2 separate regions of the Sus scrofa genome follow, and region 1 is linked to region 2. Evidence: chromatin contacts called from public HiChIP or PLAC-seq data. All regions are on one chromosome and are shown on one strand. The core of a region is the stretch at or near the end of the contact, and the rest is flanking DNA. Distances in the headings are between cores, read along the strand shown.

Region 1 (3,425 bases), core at 163-2,662, 82 kb before region 2:
TCCATTTTCTATCATTGCCAATGTGCATGCTGAAAACATTTGCATATCTTACCACCTGACTTAATTTTTATCAAATGAATAGCAGTTTTACTTTCAGACAAATCTAAATAAAACTCCATTAGGAGACCATTTCAAATGGACCTATTTAACTACTTTGAATTTTGAAGAGCACTGTTCTGGGAAAACTCTTCAACAATGTCAGCTAGTTGTGAATACAACTTTTCCCAACATAAAAAAGAAAAGTAAATAATAAAGGAAAAAGAAAGCACCTCAAAACTATGTTTGAAATAACAAATACCTTATTTATAGTCGCCGAAATGTTAAATGAATACTTACAGTTGTTGCACAAGATGGCCTGATACACTTCATAGCTTCCACTTTGTAAAAAGATGGCCAGCCCCCTACTCCTCCCTCCCCAAGCATAAATAAACAGTAACAGACTAAAAGGAAACTGTCCTAGGATAAAAACTGCTTGTTAAGAAAGTTTGCATTCTTACTAACCAGTGATATCCCTATAAATGTAAAAGTCCATCTGCAAAATAAAAGTTACAAAACTGAGTACCTTATTCCTTTCAAAACACACCCCTAGATGTAATATAGAAGAGTGTGTAATAATAAAAATAATTACTAGATTTTTACCCACCCTGAGTGGACAACCCCTCACCTTATGGCCAATGCCACCAAATAAATACACTGGCAAAAAGTATTCAACCTGCTTCAAGGATTTAAACTGTACATATGGACTTTAAACTTCAATGTAAAACAAAGAACAAGAGTCTCACTTTAGTAATACCCACACACTGTCACTGCAGCTAAAACTCATTGGCACATAACTAACAAAACCAGTTAGCAATAAATAAGGACAACATGATATATAGACAGACAGATGGAATTGCATAGACAAGAAAAGCAAAGAGACTAACAAACATACGGAGGGGTCTGTTATAAAAGAGTGAAAGATTCTGATTTATTTGGCACTTTAGTGAGAAAAATAGGTTTGTTTGTAATTATTTTTAAAGTAATTAAACTAAATCACAAGGGCACACCCTTAAATAAGTAGGAAAAAAATTAGTAGAGGATAGGCCTCCTATAGATGTTCCAAATTTAAGCTAGCAATAGCTATGTCAAACTTAAATCTGGAAATTAAAATTCAAGGTAGAAAGAATAAAAGCATTTGGGGCTAAAGGAGATGATAGGTAGAGGGGGGATTGAGGGAGCAGGATTTTTTTTTTTATGAAAGTTGTCTGCCCTACCTTCTTCCCCAGCGCTGAGTTTCTCTTCTCATAATCGGTGTCTCCCTGGAAGTACAGTGTGAGTGGTAATGACTGCCTGCCTCCCTAATGAGTCCATTTTCCTGCTCTTGATGTTGTGTATATACACACACTGCAACCTACCTTACAAACCACAGAGACGGGAAGAGAGAGAGAGAGCAAGAGAGAGGGAGGGAGAGGGGGGGCAGAGAGGGAGAGAGAGACAGAGACAGAGCAAGCAAGCGAGTGAGAGAGAAGAGGAGACAGAGAGAAAGAAAAACAGAAAGAAACAGAGAGAGAAAGGCACAGACAAAGCCCTCCTACCAGACAGCAGACAGCCCTCCTTCCCCTATCCAGCAAAATGCAACTCGTCTAATGCAGCAACAGGTTCAGTATTGCCAGACTAACAGAGTGAAAAAAGGTATATTCTCTATATCATTACTGCTTGCAAATAAACAGTTTAAGAGCAGCTGGCTCCACCTTCTTTATTTATGCTCCATTATGAGGAATGTATTGTTTCAGTTCTGGCACACAGTACATGTAATTATCATAAATACATTTTTTGCATATTAGCAGGAAATAGTGAAATACACAGCTTATTTGTGCAATCTTTAAAATTTTTTTTAATGTGAAAAGAGTGTCAACAAATCTGCTCTGACAAAAGCCTAGTAATGATTTTGAAGTCAGAGCAGTCTTAAAGGAGGCTCTGAAAGAAACAGACTCCATACAATAGGAAAACTGATCTCAGACAAACTGATAATTGCAGAGAAGAAATCATTGCTCAGTAAATAAATCAAGACCATAAGCGAAACTGCACACAAAAACGGAATTAAGTTTAATTAAGTAACTAATAGATTGGTACTCTAGAAGAAAGCAGATTGGTTTCTTATTTGAAGCATCTATCTGTACAAACATTACAATGCAACGTGCTCTGTGTGAACAGGTGCAATGCATATAGTACACAGTGTTACAACAGAAATAAATCTCGTAAAGACCTTCCATCACAAGATTTCAAAGAATATGGATCTGAAACCATAGCAGAAACTCCTCATTCTTTTATTAGGAGGAAAAAATAAAAATAATCAATGCTTCTAAATAAAGCTTCCCTAAAAGAAAAAAAAAAAAACTGTTTTTCTTTGTCTGATGCCTCTAATCATTTTTTTTTTTCTACATGCCAGAACCAAAGTAATGCTGATATTGCATTCTTCACACCATCACGTTTCCTTACCCCCTTCCCCACTCCCAGGTGCCTTTTCTCCCATAGTGATATATTTACAGCTATAGAATTATAAAGATCAGAAAACAGAACTAGTTTCCAGCCCTTCTCCTTGTCCCCCAGTTTTTTAAAACTAGACTCTTCATGTCTACCCAGACAGTCACCTTTCTTAAAATATCTCTATACAGTTTGAGCTGTATGTCCTTTAGAGGGGATTTAGAAACATTATAATAGAGGTTAAATATTCTAAATAAAATTACATAAAAATGAAAAATGTGATTGATTCTGACTAATTCAAACCCTGCATTTGGGGACCAATAATTAAGTATATTAATTGTAAAATCATCCTTTTTATATGGTTTAGTGTTTTACCATGCTTCAAAAATTAGGATGTGTTCTTCGTATAAGCAAAGCTGCTTAACTATGAGCATCAATTCCTTCATTTGAAAGTCAGTTTTCAGTTAATAAAATAACTTAATGTCTTTAATATACAACTTGTAGATTAACTACATCTTCACCTGATTCACAAAAACCTTTTAGAATGTCAATTAAATCTTGGGTCATGTTCAGAACAGAAATCAGTATCGTTTTAGCTATTTTTAAGGGTAAATAATCCATAGCATAGGAATTAGAAGGTGATGTCTGGCCACACATACTCAAACTGTCCTGGGAAAATTATAGCAAGAAACCAAGAGTCCAGACACTCCATTCTCACTGTAAGCCACAAATTCTAATTCTCTGGTACCGCAAGTGTTGTACTCCTCTCAAGGGTAGTTGCTTAATAAAGACGGCACAGACACACAGGAAAGGGAATGTAACAGACCCCTACTTTTGGTCACATGTCTTGAGAAAATCCTTTCTAAGACTCCCTTAGTGTGCCTAAAGTACCAGCATGCATCTTGCCCCCTCCTGATCAGCCTAGCAATTCTGATTTTCTACTATTGCCCTACTGTTTCTCT
Region 2 (3,303 bases), core at 639-3,138:
CCTATTTGATATCTTCATCTGAGCATCTAGTAGGCATCTCATACTTAATGTATTCAAAATCCAAAATTGAATCTCCCAAATTTGATGTTTCTGTAACAAATGACACATCTATTCATTTAGTTCCTCAGGTAAAAACCTAGGAATCATCTCCACTTTCTTTTCCCTTTCCACATTCAATCTATTAGCAAGTTTTATTGGTTCTGCCTTAAAAATCTAGCTAGAAGTCAATCACTTTCCATCTTAATTGCCTCATTCTATTCTAAACCATCACCATCTCTATCTGGGACAATTGCAGTAGCTCCCTAATCCCTCTTTTTGCTTCCACCTTTTCCATATGGCAGCTAAAGTGATACTTTTTTTCTTTTTCTTTTTAGGGCCACACCCGCGACATATGGAGGTTCCCAGGCTAGGGATCCAATCAGAGCTACAGCTGCCAGCCTATACCATAGCCACAGCAACATCAGATTTGAGCGGCATCTGCAACCCACACCACAGCTCACGGCAACACTGCATCTTTAACCCACTGAGCGAGGCCAGAGATTGAACCTGCAACCTCATGGTTCCTAGTTGGATTTGTTTCTGCTGCACCACAGCAGGAACTCCTAGAATGATACTTTTAAAATGTAAAGTAGATCATGTTACTTTCATGCTCAGAATTGATCAGTAGCTTCCCATACCATGGAGGAATAAAATCTAAACTCCCTACCATGATCTACAAGGCCTTATGTTATCTGATCTTTTACTAAATTTCATTCTTTGTCTTGTTCCAATTTCTCCCTTGTACATGCTGCTCCACCTATATTTCCCTCCTTAATAGCTATTCAACTAGAATATGAGAGTCCCAGGGACAGGAAATTTGTCTCTGTTTTACTCACTGTTGTATCCTAGTACCTATGATAATGCCTAGCACAGAATAGATTTCATTTAATAGTTCTTGAATAAATGAACAAAGAAATGTATATCAATGTAATCAGTTAGATACTGTAAATAAGACAGACCCAATCACTGGAGTTCTGATAGAAAGTAGGCAGTTGGTTACAGAAATGAGGCAGGATCTCAGTTGTACTATTAACTACTTATACCTCTAACCGTCTGTATGTGAAATTACCCTCAATTTTGAAATTCAGAGTCCTTCTTGATAAATTTAGAACAAGATTAGCAGTACAGTAAGTTGGCTGTCCCCTGAGCCTCTCAATTTTTCCCAACCAGAGGAATATACCTGTTGATGTCCTTCAAATGGTCTTAACAGGGAGTACGAGAGAGATGCTAAGGAAAGCAACCAGATAGATGATTATGTTGCAGTTATAGATTAAATGTTTGTGTCCCCAAAAATTCATATATTGAAATCCTAATACCCAATATGATGGTATTAGAAGGTGAGGCCTTTGGGAGGTAATAACTAAGTCTTATCCAGATGCAAGCTCCTAAAACCTTTCTTCTATAGGCTCAAATTTTGCAACCACTGGAACCAGGGGAAACGGAATTTTAATTGCTAAAATTAACAAGTGGATAGGGTCTAGAAATAGTATATGGCCTCCAGTCTGCATTTTAGTGTCCTAGGCAAAGCCGCCACTTGTTTTTGCCATGAGGGGCAGTCTGCCCAGTAATGTTCAACATGTGTAAGTAATCCATGTGCCAGGGTTTTGCTTCTTTTCTGGTGTGCAGTACAGCTTCCTGCTAGGACTGTGGCTTTATTTAAACTTTGCACCATTTACCTGGTGCTCTGATCCTTTTTTCTTTTTTTTTTTTTTTTCCTGTTAATCTGCTTTCCCTGGGGCTGGGCCTTACTTTCAGCCCCTCTTTCAAACTGGACTAACCTAACTGAACCAAAATATTTGCCTAACGATGAGGATCACATTATCCAGAGACTTTTTGTATAGTGCCCTGTCCTTTTAAGAATTCCCCCAAGCAACAGCATAACCCTAGACAGGATTCAAGTTTGTACTCCTCTTTGTGGGCTGGCCCTACTACCAAGTTAATTCACTTTGCCCCAATTCTGCTGGTCTGGCTAAAACTCTGTCATTCCTTGTTTCTGCTATTGACAGCATAGCATGCCCAAGCAGAGTATACATGGGCTAGGACACATTCCTGAAGGCAGGAGAAAGAATAAGATACTGAAAATGCTTGTGAATGCTGATGTGTTGTGGGCTTGAACATATTATACAATTCTGTCTTCTTGGGAAGGAGGGAGAACATTGGTAGAGGTGAAAATTTTATATAGCTCTGTGAGGACTTTGAAAAGTTCAAGATTTTACCTGTTGAATTACTACAAGTGGGACAGTCATAATAAAGATAGGGACTTCTACTCTCAAATGTATAGTATAATAGTGTTGATTTATGGAAGGGCTGAGAAACCCTTAGTTGGAATAAAATCATTCTTTTTTTCTCTCAGATTTGAGATCCCTGATATTCATAGAAGGATGACTATTTCTCATATCCAGTATAAGATTAATCAAAAGATTTGAATCTGCTAAATTATTTTGCCTTTTACTTGAGATTTTTCTCCCTTGGAGATGACAGGATTGTGATCCTATTCTAGTGAATTCAGCCTAATATATTATCAACATTAACAAAAATGAAATGATAGAAATAGGGGGCAAGGAGACATTTGTCACAGAAAGAAAGACTGCTAATAGAGTTGCTTCATAGATAATTCCAGTGTAGTTATGAGACCTGTGAATTACGACATCAACAAAGGGTAAGATTAGTAACTCAAATAGAAATAATTAGTTAATAAGACCATGTAGCATTTCCCAGTGGATTGCTTATTCAAAGGGCATGTACTTTTCCAATTTTGATGGAACTGTTAAAATGCTTTCCTTATATAAAATGATTTTTTAATACTGGATTTTAAGAAATTACTGTCATAAGGGAGTATCTATCATGGCTAATCAAAGAATTAAGAAAAGTTTGGAAGGCTGTGTCTACTCTCCTGGAATAATGACCAGTGGGAGATGGAGAAAAGGAATCAAATATCAGTGTATAGGAGAAATTTTTCCAAAGTACTCTGAAGATTTGAGCAAGTGACAATGACCAAATCTTTGTTATAAGACAGAAAAAGTGGAAACATTTAATCTGCTTACTAATAAGAAAAACATTTATCCCTGGGATATAATAGGTAGATTATTTGCATTGTGTGAGATTAAGGTCAAAGGTACTCTGTACTAGGACTAAGGTTTTCTACTTCATTATCAGAAAGTGGAATGAATGCAAAAAGATCAGTAGTCACTTAAGCTACATGACCCTAGTTGTTCAAAAATGTTTTAAGAAATTCATTCATTCATTCATTCATTCATTCAAGTA

What was found. HiChIP or PLAC-seq counts read pairs in DNA pulled down with a chosen protein or histone mark.
Region 1: an H3K27ac HiChIP or PLAC-seq map of skeletal muscle shows a contact between it and region 2. The contact joins two enhancer-like sites. A contact is called at or near these places in 11 of 47 Hi-C or Micro-C datasets (alveolar macrophages, blood, embryonic fibroblasts and 6 more) and 2 of 2 datasets of contacts at active chromatin or transcription factors (alveolar macrophages and skeletal muscle).

The regions. Positions count from the first base shown.
Region 1 is chr13:144,901,593-144,905,017 of Sscrofa11.1, reverse strand. All of the region lies in intron 2 of ZBTB20 (zinc finger and BTB domain-containing protein 20), which reads right to left. Among named protein-coding and RNA genes, the nearest start is that of ZBTB20, 47 kb to the right of the region's middle. Within about 2 kb of position 1,412, at least 52 of the 83 cell types and tissues checked have an H3K27ac peak or open chromatin away from gene starts, as enhancers often do. A contact at or near this core is called in skeletal muscle, where this site is marked.
Region 2 is chr13:144,820,651-144,823,953 of Sscrofa11.1, reverse strand. The region is part of intron 1 of LOC106505799 (a long non-coding RNA gene); the gene reads left to right. Among named protein-coding and RNA genes, the nearest start is that of ZBTB20, 34 kb to the left of the region's middle. Within about 2 kb of position 1,888, at least 1 of the 83 cell types and tissues checked has an H3K27ac peak or open chromatin away from gene starts, as enhancers often do. A contact at or near this core is called in skeletal muscle, where this site is marked.